Linked DNA regions of Rattus norvegicus: regions 1 and 2 are each linked to region 3. Evidence: chromatin contacts called from public Hi-C data. All regions are on one chromosome and are shown on one strand. The core of a region is the stretch at or near the end of the contact, and the rest is flanking DNA. Distances in the headings are between cores, read along the strand shown.

Region 1 (4,136 bases), core at 995-3,494, 480 kb after region 3:
GCGCGGTGGATGTAAATTTACAAGGAGATCATCTTCCCACGGAAAATCATTGCCTACAGTGCCTAGCCTCACAGCTGCCACTGCTCAGCAAGCGACTACTAATACCATATTACCCTGGTATGGGGGATTAGAAGCTACATGTGCGGGAGGGAGAGGAAGGGGAGAGAAACAAACCACCCAGGCATCTCCGTGGTGCTCAGCACTTCCTGTCCGCCTCTCCGAGCCTCTGGACTCTTAGCTGATGTCCCACCTGGATACCAGTTACTCTCTAGGCACTCAGTTCTCATTCCACACAAGGACAGGTGCTCTCTGCTGCGAGCGAGCGAGTGACACTCCAGTTGACAGAATTTGGGGATTAAATGCTGATCGGTGTTTTTCAATTCCAAGAGATGATTTCCACTTTCTTAATTGTGAACTTGGTAGAATTTAAGGCAAAGGGGGACAAAACCAGGAAATTAAGCTTGAAATAATTTCTTTCTGTAGGCTTACCTCTCCTTGCTTACCAGCCGGTTCCTGCTTCTTTCATTTTGGGACCCCTGGCTTGGGCAGCTCTCTCGTCTCCTAGGGCATCCATGGAGTTATAAGTGGCAGCGAGGAATGGGGAGGCAGGGAAGGAGGTTCACACCGCCGGGCCCGTGTGAGGTGCTTGTGAGCCAGTGTATGCTTTGGAGTTGGACATTTGCGTTCTAACAGAAAATCCCCAGAGTATGTAGCATGGGTGATCATTTAGCCTTCTGTGCCCCATTTCTTCACATTGGCTGGGATACCGAGAAGACGGTGGCAGTATGCGGTCAGCAAGAGTTCAGGGATGGATGGACAGTGAGGGTAACCTCTGGAGCAGCAGCAGCCAGAGATATATATGTGTGTGTTGTTCTTTGGGGGGTGCCTGCTTGAGATTTATTCGTTGTCAAGTGGATTATGGGGTGGACAGCAGGCGGTGGGGTTGGGACATGAGCCCCTCCTCTTCGTATGTACAGATAAAGCCAAGGGAGCTGCTTAGAGAAGGGTCTGCTTTGCAGGGGCAGCCTGGGGCCGGATGCTGGAGGGATGCTCTTGGGAAACTTTTATCAACAACCATGCATCGTCTAGCTGAGGCGACAGTCAATACCAGAAGGGGAAGTTAACATAACCTTCACTGCCCTGAGATGGCGATAAATCCAGTGCCCACCATCTTCTTTCTAACCACTTTAAAGTAACTTTCAGTGTATCCTCTCCCTGCAGCACACAGCATCGTCTCTGGATTTTGAACGTCTTACAGAGAGGGCTGAACTCACCGTTCACGTTGTCAGGAGTCATGAGGCCGTCGGGCCAGCTCTGTTCCTTCGACGTAGGTTATGCAGCGGCACTCAGATGGCTTTGCTTTCTGTCTTACAATGTGTTCATGGGCACTTGTGAGTTTTAGAGAAACAACCTGTCTGAAGAGTCTGCGTCCGAGTCTGTGGCCTTGATTTCTACAAACACCTTGTTGACAGTTGTGTTATTGTTTAATTGAGAATTCAACAGAGCTTGGTCTTAGGAAAGAAATCAGTGTGTGGCTGGGACCTGAACGTGGCTCCCACTTGAACTTTGTCAGGAGTCTTATGTTTGTTTTGTTTGTTTGTTTGCTTTTGTAACCATTGTTCCTGTGTAATGGACTTTTAAATTACCGAAAGGTCATTGTCCACTTAGAGCTGGGAGCATGCCCAGCATGTGTGGAACACGAGGTTCAAGCCCCACCACCATAACAACGATTAATGGATGTATTTATTTTAATACACTGGCACTCTCGATAGGTTGTAACATTCTCTCACATACGCAAAGCTGTCGTGCGTATTTATCATGGGGGCGTGGCTTTTTAAGCCATTGAGACTCTGTTAGTTAAATCATAACTACTCAGCGTCACCTGCTCTATCCCAGACACAAAGAGCCAGCTTTTTAATGTCATCTATCTGGTCATTAGCCGATGTCTTTCTGAATGGTCTCTGTGGCTCAGGCCTGAATACCTGGAATGGCTTCTTGGGAGCTCCAGCCTCATCTGTGCTGCCCACACTTTCTCCTTGCTCATGTCTTTCCTCACTCATTTTCCGACCTTTTCCATGGCTTCTCGGCCACAGTCCTTCTCTACGACACATACAGAGAGCCGGCAACACTTGGCATTTGGACCTCTACCTTCAACAGCAACCTGCTGGCCTCCTTTACACACACTATCCCTGCTCCGTGTTTCGTGTTTTGGCCCTAGGCGTGGAGGTGTGGACTTTGCACGGAGCGTGCAAGTGCTCTAGAAGTGAGCCTTGTCCCTTACTTTCTTTCACTTTTGCTTTGAGACAGACTCCTGCTAAAATACCCAGGCAAGCCTTGAACTAGCAATCCTCTTTGCCCAGCCTCCTGACCTGTGCCAACCAGCCTGCCGAAGTATTATTTTTTTAAGATTTGGTTTCCAGTGAGTTTATATGTCTCTGTGTAGATACGCGCACCTGTGCGCGGAGGTCTGTGAGGCTCGGATCCTCTGGGGTTGAGCTTATAGGTGGCTGTGAACTGCCGGTGTGGATGCTGGGAACTGAACTTGGCTCCCTTTGGGAGAGCAGTATTCACTAGACCATCTCTCCACCCCACCCCACCCCCACCCGGGGTTATTTTTTTTTTCCCACAGCATCTCCCCCCCATTTCTCTTAACACAGCACATATTTTTATTTGTAGACTGTTGAAAGTCAGAGAACATGACAGACCATTTAGCAATCAGTAACTTTGCAATTAAAGAAGCAGAGGCCGGTGTAGGGGAGGTGACAGCAGTCCTGCAGGTGAGGGACACTCCCCAGGTGCCCTGCCTTGGACCCAGGACTTGTCTGTAGATCACTGGCTGAAAAGGGCCTGCATTCCCACTGCTGTGCTCCCAGGGGTGGATGTCAGACCCTGCCCAAACTCCTTACCTGCCTTGGAATGTTGGGTGAGGGCAGGAGTAGTTTAGCGAAGGGGGAAGCTGGCCAAAAGAAAGCCCTTTTAGAAAGCTTGCAAATGATTACAGGGGGGTAGGGAGTTGAGGCCCCTCTGGAGTTCTGCATACGGTAGGGTAGATCTTCTTGTAAGCACTGATTTAGTTTTCTGCTGAAGGCCAGCCCCGGGCAGAATTGGGAAATAGACAGCTTGGTATGGTGCAGTGATTTGCAAACTTGATTTCTCTGAAAACAAAACACCCTCCCTTCTATCCCCACCCTCTAAGAAAAGAAAGAAAGAAAGAAAAACCCGGCTGACTTCAAATGCAAACCTCGGAGGACACCTCTGATAGAAAGTGGTCAGGTGTGGGTAAGACGCTCCGAATCTCTCCTTCACTTCCTTCAGCATCCACCCCCACTCATGGGGCTCCAGAGACCGCATTTCTGGGCGCTGTTTGGAAATCATACTGCCATGGATTCAGAGCTCTGTAGGTGAACTCCATAACTGCTAAGCCTTTTCCTGTTTTTTTTTTTTTTAAATCCTTTCTGCCAATGTATTTAAAGATTTACTTATTTTATATATGTGAGTACAGTATGGCTGTCTTCAGACACACCAGAAGAGGGCATCAGATCCCATTACAGATGGTTGTGAGCCACCATGTGGTTGCTGGGAATTGAACTCAGGACCTCTGGAAGAGCAATCATTGCTCTAACCACTGCTCTCTCCCTAGCCCCAAGCCTGAGTTTCTTAAAGCCAGAGTCAAATGTGAGACTTTGGTATCCACTATGTCAGGTGGCCTATAATCTGCCTGAGCCATAGGAAATACACAGGAGCTCCTCCACACCCCATTTCCCCCCTTTCTCCCTTTGTCTCTTCTCCCATGCCTTCTTTAGGAGCCTGGGGTGGGGCTGGCGGTGGGAGGGAGGCTCAGGCACTCTTCAAACACTGAGCTCCCCAGCCACTCTGTGGCCCTTCAGCTTAGGTTAGTCTGTCCAACTCCAGATCCTTGGAAGCTTAAGCATTTAGTAGAGGCTTGGTCCCTACCACCAGCTACTCTACACAACCCACAGGTAAGGCCATTTCACTGAGGAGCCCCATAATCACTGAGTGAGGAGAGGCGGCCTGCCTATGTAGAGCGTAGTCCAGGCATCGTCACGATGCCCGCACCCAGTCCTCTGGCAGTTCTCCATCTGCAAACTTGTACTCCTAAGCCAGTTAGAAAGATG
Region 2 (4,555 bases), core at 1,576-4,075, 330 kb after region 3:
AATAAAATACCAAATGTTCATGTTGGGACTATGTGATATCCCATCATCATCATCCAGGCAAGGCCTGAATAATCCCACACACACACACACTTATGCATTCAAACCCTGAGCCCGCTTGAAATCACAAAACCCAAGGAATACTAACGTTAAAAGCTTTATCTGTAACATCTGAAGGTGAGAAAATGGCTTGCTGCACGTCCACTCAACAGGCTGACAGCGAACGACGGAGCAGCATCTATGGTTCCTGGTGCAGCATCACAACCTGTGCTGGGAATCAGTAGCCATGGTCTTTCCTTTAGCTGCAGCACTTGGGGGGTTGGGGGGAATGTGTTGCAAAAGGAATGAGGGAGCAAAGGTTTGCATTGCAAAGTAGCAAAAATCAATGGTTGACTGGAGCTGCGGGAGACCCAGCCATCGAACAGGCCACGTGTATGATAAATTGCACCCTTCCTGTGTTGGAAAGAAACTGGGCTTGAACTCACTGCATTAATTTTATTGATTTACAGTCATTAGAAGGTAACAGTCATGTGACTGCATGGCTAACCCTCGTAATGGCCCATGTTCCTTGACAGGTTTTCTGATAGGCTTGAGTTATTTTTCCCTCCTAGGCCACGTCTTAAATAGTCGACCTCAGCAGTTTTGAGTGAGTGAAAAAAAAAAATGCAAGACGGATCTCTTGTACTCGTTTTTCCCCAGCATACCGATTCACACTCTCTTACAACCTCAATAAGCGTTAGGGATCATCCAGCATGGATGAACGCCTCCAAGACACAAGGAGCCCATGACCTCTGCATTAAGCCTCTTGATTTGGGGGATAGCTTAAAGGTCTAGAACGTTTGAGAAACACACGTGTCCAAAACCTGCCCTCCTTCCCACGTTTCAAAACGTTAGTTAGTATATTCTCAACCCACTCCTTACCCGCAGTGAGCATTTGATGAATCTTAAGGATAGCGCAGATACTGAGATTGGATAGTTCACTGAGGTCCATTAAGTCTGTGGGTATTAAAGGCAAAATTTTCAGCTAGTCTTGAGGGAACTCAGTGAGAGAGACCATGCCAGCCAGGTACGCAAAGTAGTGATGTGCAATTCGCAGCAAAGGCATGGTCACTTGGAAAACTTCAAACACAACTAACACACTTTTGCTCCAAGGATAAAGGCTCCTAGTAACAGGCTTCACATAGAGACAGAAGGTTTCTCTCTTTCTCAAGCAACCACTCTCCTGGAAGGATCTCTTCCTGACATCCTACTGCTTCCCCACAGCTAAGTCTGATGTGGCTGAAATGGGGCCCTGCTGTGCGTGGGCCATTATGATTCTCATCTCCCTTCATCTATGACAGATGTCAAGAGGACGAATTCTCTCTTGAGAAAAAGCCCCAATTAAATACGCTCATTAAAGCTCTGTGATTCTTCTGCTTTCTTCAAATGCACAGCAAAAAATGAATCTCTTTCTGCTGACCTGAAACCTGGCCAAAGAGTGCTTGGCCCAGGCGAGATGTGGGCCAGCTTCCAGAACCATGTGGGCTGTACACAGCAGTTTCACCGGCAAATGCCAGGCTCTCCCTGCTGCCCCTCCAGCTGGTGGTCAGACACTGGTGGGTGCCTGCATAAGGAACCCTGAACAGAATAGCTCAGTTTACTCACGATCAAATGGAAGAGAGCAAATTACAGTAAAGTGAGTTCAAATCTGTCCAGTCAGGCCCTAATTGGTCTCATCCACTGGTCCTGGCTTTCTGTGTATATGATACAAATCAAGACCGTAAAGGGAGCATGAAACGGAAAGCAATCGTGTGAGCTAATTGGATAAAATTTTCGGCATCAGATACAGTGTGTGAATAGAGGATACTGACAAAGCCTGGAAGACTATGGGTCTGAAGAATACAGTCCCTCCCAGGCCTGCTCCCACTGATACCACCATGAAAATGCGGTAATGTTTACAACATACTTACTGTCTAATAGGTGGTGCTGTGTGGTTGAGTGCTGTGCGTTAATTCATGGCTCATTACTGTGTGTTAAATCATTTACTCCTGTAAAAGCCCTTTGATGAGATCTAATCACATCATTCTTCCTATTTGCAGAAAACAAAAGTGAGATTTAGAGAGAATAAAATAACCTGTTGATGAAGGTAAGACGAGGCCAGAAATGACAGATTAAAGACCCCTGCGTTGTCTACTACTCTGGTTCCACAACAAACCCTCTGTTATCGAAACCGTTTCAGTGATACTCATCCTCCTCTTCGGCCTCCTTCTGCCCCAGGAGCTTGACTTCTGGTCCTAAGCACATCATGTCGCCTCCTTCAAACTGCCTCACTGTTTCTGTACAAACTGATATGACTGAGATCTTAACCCATTTAAAAATCAGAATATATGTTTTCTGCGGCTCACCAGTCTTTATTTGCACTGATCTCCATGAAATCTTTACACGCATCTTCATTTGGAATGAGCGTGCTGCTTTATTAAGTCACTTTAAATCACTGCCTTTCATTGCTTGATCATCTTTTGTTATTATGACCCGTGTCTCCATCAGATTTGAAGAATACCAGGACATGGACCATGCTTAGAATCATTCTCAGCCCCGGCCCCATGCCCATGCCAGTTGATAAGTGTTAATTAAACTTGATGCAGCCCCTTCCTCAGCTTCAGCAAAACTCCCCATTAGTCGGTATTTAACTGGCCTTATGAGCTCCTGAGGAAACTGTAGGAATACAGCCATCAGCCAGAGAGTCTGAAAAACATGTGACTTTCATAGGACTCAAAGAATGGGCAGAAGACTCCCTGACCTACACCCATGTTCCTCTGTGCCAGCCTGGGTGAGTCACCCGCCAGTCCCTCACCATGTCCACACACCTCCATGTATTTCGCAAGGTCAGAACAGGCTTTCCTGGCACTGCTGGCAGAGAAAAGACATCTGGCAAACGTGAACATGCTGGCAACCAGGCACCTGGCCCACTTAAGCCAGCTTTAGTTAGGAGCGTCCCATTCTGTATCCAGGCCAATGCTGAGGGTAGGGAATGACTGTGTCCCCTCTCCAAAATCTGGGCTGTGCGAGCCAGGCTCATGATGGTCATCTGTTGCACTATCTGTCCGTGGCACCTGCAACTCAAACAGCCAAAGCCAGAAGTTGTTTGCTGAGGCCTTGGCAATCCTAGCACACCATAGTAACGCCAAGGGTTAAGACGGTGGCGAGTTGTCTAAATTGTCTTGTCAACATCACTCGCAGGTTTCAATATTCAAATGCTGGGAGGACAGACCACAGATATTCCAGGTATACTGCATGGCACAGGTGCCAGTGGAGGGAAAATGGAGCAAACTGAAGAGCTCGCTGATGTCTCAGGGGACGAGGGCTGAGAGCCCTTTACTGCTTCCGTGTTGCTGAATTGCAGATGACTAACAACTTTCACTATATTTCATTATAGCCAGGGAGTCTCAGTTTTGTTGACAAGAAGACAAGATAAAGCAGCCTTAGCAACAGAAAGAAACATTGTCGCCGAGGTTTGAAACTGTATCCCCACTAAAAACAGCATCAAAAGAGACGACAAACTGGAGAACTAGGAACAGCGTGGGTAAACACAGGAAGGCTTTCATTTTTTTCAAGCCTCATTAAAGGCTATTAGATTTTAACCAAAAAATAGTTTTCAATGTATGCGGGGTTTAAAATACATTAACAGTTAAATCTACCAAGAGATTCCAAAGGTCAAGAGAAGAAACAGGAGAATACCATTGTTCAAATAACGTGATGTTAATTGTTATAACATGGTGGTGCTTTGGATGAAAAGGCCTCTGTAGGCTCACATATTTCAAACACTTGGTAGCCAATTGGTGGGTGGTACTGTGTGGGGAGGTTTTGGGGGTGTGACCTTGTGGGAAGAAGGGTGGAACTACAGATGAGCTTTAAGAGCAAGAAGCCAGGCTGGAGAGATGGCTCAGCAGCTCAGAGCACTGACTGCTCTTCCAGAGGTCCTGAGTTCAATTCCCAGCATCCACATGGTGGCTCACAACCATCTGTAGTGGGATCTGATGTCCTCTTCCGGTGTGTCTGAAGATAGCTACAGAGTACTTATATATAAATAAATCTTTTTAAAAAAAAGTAAAAAACCCTCTGTCAGTGAAGTCTGCTCTTTCTGCCCCATGCTCATGGTAAAGGCCATGAACGCTCAGTGTCTTCCTCTTGCCTGCTGCTTACCGCCAAGCCTCCCGCCTGGACGCACTTCTATCTCTCTGGAACCACAAGACAAAGTTAATTTTTTTCTACAAGTTTTCTTGAGGATAATGTTTTATATTTTACAGCAACAGAGAGGTCACTAATACAAACATGACTTAAATAAACACTAAAATAAGCTTATGATGAAGATAACAAAGCGGACATGAAAATCAGATAGCAGAGTTAGAACCAATTTCTCAATAAAAGAGGTGCTGAAATAAAATACTGCCAACTGAATTAATACAAAAGGATGGCATAGAAACAGAAGGAGGGACAAAAATCATATAGGAAACAGAAATAAAATAATAAAAATTAGCAGATTAAACCTAATCTCATCAAAAATCACGCTAAACATAAA
Region 3 (4,549 bases), core at 1,335-3,834:
AGGTCTAGTGTGTGCTGTTTTATAGTGATATTTCGTACACCACTCCATTGACTCTGCAGCCCTTCCGAGGTGGGTGAATACGAGGCCAGGAGAGGAGAAATAATTTGGCAATACGCACACAGAATCAGAGTAGTGCCCCTGAGCCCCGGGTGCATTTGTTTGGCTGTTCATGCCCTCATTTCACCAGTTTATTAGCAGAAAAATCTACGGGGGCCACAGCAGTGAGAGAGGCCAAGAAGGTTTCTGGAGCAAATGGAATGTAGGAAAATCATAAATGACATATATTCCTAACAACCGCTTCATAAGGAAACCACCGAAGTCAAGGCATTGCCTACTCAGAAACTATGCTTCTAGCCTTTTCCTTCTCTTAGGGATGCTCATGGGAGAGATGATGGCGTTCTTCCTGCCCCCTCTACTCATGAACTCATGAGTATCTCATGATATCTGCCATACAACCTTGCAAGCAACGGGTAGATCAGAACTATTTCTCTCCTCTTTCTTTCGTTTTCCCTCCCTTCTTCTCGTTCCTCCTTTCTCTTGCTTGTTTAGCTGTTTACTTGATGCACGTTCTGAAATGCCTGTTGTGTGCCAGGCACTGTACTGGGATCAGCCCGACACAGGAAAACAGTGCTCCTCTGGCAGATCATCTTCTGTCAAATGGTCCCAGCGATGCAATAAACAAGAACATGGCATTTCAAACGCTGTCAGCCTGAAGTGGCATCCAGCTCCGTGGGGACACGGGAGAATTTCTATTTGATAGACGCAGAGGTCTCAAGGTCCCTGTCACCCACTCTGTAATAGAGAGTGCACAACCAAACTACTTCCTTCTGACATGTACTCCTACCTCCTCCCACACTAATTCGTTTCAGGTGAATCCATCTCCTTTTGGACTCTCCAGAAAGGCCCACACTGTGATTCTTAAGAATATATGAATAGTGTTAGTTCTGTGTAAATTTATCTACCTGAGCATATCTGGACGTGACTTTATCTGGTCACCTCCTCTCTGACTCCAGTGTCACTGGGGATATAAAAGGAAACTAGTTGCTATTATCATATCAACCAAAGCCATACTCTGGATTAATTTGTTTTGTCATGAAATAATCCGTAAGTATCTACCTATTAGAGGGTCTGGCTTCAAAGACAGCATGGCAGAATTATTTGGAGGCTTGCCAAAGGGTTCTGTCTCTTCTATAGACTCATTCAGAATGCAATTGGTAAATCAACACAGTGGAGGGACATCATAACTATTTTAAAGAAAATGGAGTGGGGACAGTTCTCAGCTTAAGGAATTTACTAAAGAATATTTAGGGTTGCAATAAACAATGTCATAGCTTCTTAAACCTCACTTTGTAAACATACTCCATGCTAGAAAACTGGCTTTGAAAGAACAGTAATAAAATAAACTAAGTATTTCCTTTTATTTAACTCAGACACATGTTTAGCAGAGAACACATATTTGGACCGATTATGTGTCTTAGAATGAAGTGAGGAGTATAAAAATTTCTATATTGCAACGTTCTTGCCCTCCATTATTACCTAGAGACATAATAAAGAAATGTAACTGTAATCAATATAATGCCATTTCTAAATTAGAAAGATAGTATATTATTTTGCTAATTGGACACAACAAAAGACTGATGGAATTTTACACTAGTCCTAGGATGTTTTACCTATGGAAACTAGTAAGCGTTCTGGATGATATTAATTAATTAATTAATTTAGGTCTGTGAAATATTTCCTTTTGAACTTCTATCTTGTTTTCTTTGCACCTTCAATATTCTGTCTTGCAGAATGTCACCTTCCTTGAGAAGGGGACAAAGACTGTAGTAGCCTAGACCAGGAAGCATTAAGGTGTTGACTGAAGGATTGGTAAGGGTTTTGCTCAGCTGAAGCTTATACAGGGATTAGCTTGGGAGGCCACTGGAGCTCTGCTGTGCTTTGGGAATCTAGCAACAGAGTCTGGGCTTTGTTTTGTAACGGCAAGGGGAAAGAAATATTTTTCACAGAACATGGAATAAATGGTATGCTCTATAGTTTTACATCAACTTGACACATGCTAAAGTCAACAGAGCGGAGGGACAATTTGTTAAGAAAATGTTTCCAAAATTTTGGGTTAAAGGCAAGCCTGTAGGTCATTTTCTTAATTTGTGATTGATGTCAGAAGGCGCAGCTCGTTGTGGGTGGGGCCATCCCTGGACTGGTGGTCCTGAGTTCTATAAGAGAGCAGGTTGAGGGCTGGAGAGATGACTCAGTGGTTAAGAGCACTGACTGCCCTTCTATAGGTCTCACAACCATCTGTAATGGGATCAGACGCCCTCTTCTTGTGTGTCCGAAGACAGCTACCGTGTACTTGTATACATAAAATAAATAAATACATTTTTAAGAAAGCAGGTTGAGCAAGCCATGAAGATCAAACCAGTAAGCCACACTCCTTCCACAGTCTCTACATCAGCTCCTGCCTCCAGTTTCCTGATCTGTTTGAATTCCTGTCCTGACTTCCTTCATCGATGAGCTACAGTAGCAAAGTACAAGCCAAATAAACACTTTCCTTCCCAACTTGCACTTTGGTTGGTATTTTGTCATAGCAGTTTAAACACTAACTAGGACACACACGGAATGGTGGCTTTGTTAGGAGTCACCTGGAAAATGTGTACGAGGACTATGATTGGGGACAGAGCTTTGTCTCCTATTTATCATTATATTCCTGGCACCTAGCACTTTATGGCACAGAATTAGCACTTTAAGGTATTTGTGGAACAAACAGGAACATGTGTGGATGTATGGATAAAGGATCAAATGAAAGGCAAATCGAAATAAGCAAGCACATGTTTACAGCTTTTGGAAAGTGCTAGGTGATCGATAGTTAGAACATGGTTAGGTGAGAATTAAACTGCACAGTAAGTCATGACATTACAGCACACATTGTGCACATAGGAGTGATAAGCAATGTTTAAGCAAATATTTAAACTAGAATAGTTGTATGAGCTACAGGTATTCCTGTCCAGTCAGTTGACTCATGGGATGGGTGCTAAAACGGGTTTGCTCACGGCTGTGTAGTTTCTTGAAACTGGCTCTCATCCATTCTGAATAACTGGGTTTACACAGATTCAATAACATGCAACTTTCTTTAGGAGAAAGTATACCTGTTACAAAGACACCATTGCCCCAAACGGAGAACACCATGCCCTGGAAATCACACAGTTTGGAGGACTACCGGAAACATGTGCTCTTCTGCGGAACAGAAGTGATTCAGGTCAAGCCATCTGGCCAGGGACCTGTTAGAGCCGTGGTTCTGCAGACAGGTGAGTTGATCCAACTTTTGTAAACATAAGCTATGCTGGAGGTGGGGAGAATTGGAGGCGGGCAACTTTGTTTAGAATTTTGGAGTTTTTCTTATTCTGGGAATAGCAAGTGATTCTAAGTCGCCATCACTTAAAATTGAACATTTCACTGTTAAACCCTTATACGTGATGAAATACATGAAGAAATGTTGGGGACTTCCCTAAAGGGTAGTGGCTGTAGGCGTCTTTTTTTCCCCCTCAATGTTTCCTCACAAAGCAATGTCAGCCACAACAATCAGGAAAGATCTCTTTTCATTTCCAAAGGTTGCTTGCTGGATACCACCACCAGGCTGCTCTGCACACACTTCAGGGTCAAAGGTCTAGACATGAACTCACTGTGTTGCACTGCCTCTCTGTGAACAGCACCACCATCCAGCCCAGCTGTTAGTGTAATCTTTGATACTTCCCTTTCTCTCGGAACAAATAGACATTGAATGTGAGGACTCTGTTATCATCTGCTGAGTCAAGGCCGTTTGCCTTCACTGTCATGGCTGTCATTTATGCAAGCCTCCTCATTTCCCATCTACACTATCATACCAGAAACATTCTTCTGACTGTTTCCTTTCAGTTTTTGCTTAATCTCTCTCTAAACTGTTACTCAGTCTGTCACCACAGACACATTTTCTTAGCCCAGTTTGCAGTAGTACATTCATACCATGCTCAGAATGTTTTTTCATAACCACATTCATTTTCATTTTCAATATGACCTCACATGACCAAGGCTTCCCATGACCCAGTCCAGGCTGTTTGTGTTTGTGCTGCTGCACAAATCCATAGGCAAAACCAAACATTGCTTTTTAATAATATGCTTTAGTTTAGTTTAATTTAGTGAATTCAAGTTATGCTAGCTGAAAACTGTTTTCATTTTTTTTTTAAAAAGATGACTTCTATGTTAAAACAAGTTAATAGACTTTAGAGCATCCCTCAGCCAGGTGTCCAAACATAAGCCAAGTTTTAAAGTCCTATAAAGCAATCGTGGTGGTTAGAATAGGTTTGGCCTCCATATACTCATGTGTTTGAGTGCTTTGCCCATGGGAAGTGGCAGTATTAGGGGGTGTGATTCAGATGCGATTCAGGTGTGACTGCAGGAAGTTTATCACTTTGTGGGTGGGCTTTGAGGTCTCCTAGTGCTTAAGTTTCGCCCAGCATGGAACATTCTCCTCCTGGCTGCCTTCATATCAAGATGTAGAACACTTGGATCCTCTAGC

Evidence for each region. A called contact is a pair of places that touch in the nucleus more often than the background predicts.
Region 1: a Hi-C map of liver shows a contact between it and region 3, with 4 times the contacts expected there. The contact joins two enhancer-like sites. A contact is called at or near these places in 9 of 12 Hi-C or Micro-C datasets (the A7r5 cell line, the Rat2 cell line, Schwann cells and 5 more) and 1 of 1 datasets of contacts at active chromatin or transcription factors (oligodendrocytes).
Region 2: a contact with region 3 is called in a Hi-C map of liver, with 6 times the contacts expected there. The contact joins two enhancer-like sites. A contact is called at or near these places in 2 of 12 Hi-C or Micro-C datasets (kidney and liver).

The regions. Positions count from the first base shown.
Region 1 is chr11:85,409,022-85,413,157 of GRCr8, forward strand. The region is part of intron 1 of Mb21d2 (Mab-21 domain containing 2); the gene reads left to right. Among named protein-coding and RNA genes, the nearest start is that of Mb21d2, 81 kb to the left of the region's middle. Within about 2 kb of position 2,245, at least 1 of the 93 cell types and tissues checked has an H3K27ac peak or open chromatin away from gene starts, as enhancers often do. A contact at or near this core is called in liver, where this site is marked.
Region 2 is chr11:85,257,331-85,261,885 of GRCr8, forward strand. No RefSeq gene overlaps it. Among named protein-coding and RNA genes, the nearest start is that of Mb21d2, 71 kb to the right of the region's middle. Within about 2 kb of position 2,826, at least 8 of the 93 cell types and tissues checked have an H3K27ac peak or open chromatin away from gene starts, as enhancers often do. A contact at or near this core is called in liver, where this site is marked.
Region 3 is chr11:84,931,102-84,935,650 of GRCr8, forward strand. Atp13a5 (ATPase 13A5) reads left to right here. Exons shown (of 30, transcript NM_001191657.1): 10 at 3,132-3,302. Among named protein-coding and RNA genes, the nearest start is that of Atp13a5, 52 kb to the left of the region's middle. Within about 2 kb of position 2,585, at least 3 of the 93 cell types and tissues checked have an H3K27ac peak or open chromatin away from gene starts, as enhancers often do. A contact at or near this core is called in liver, where this site is marked.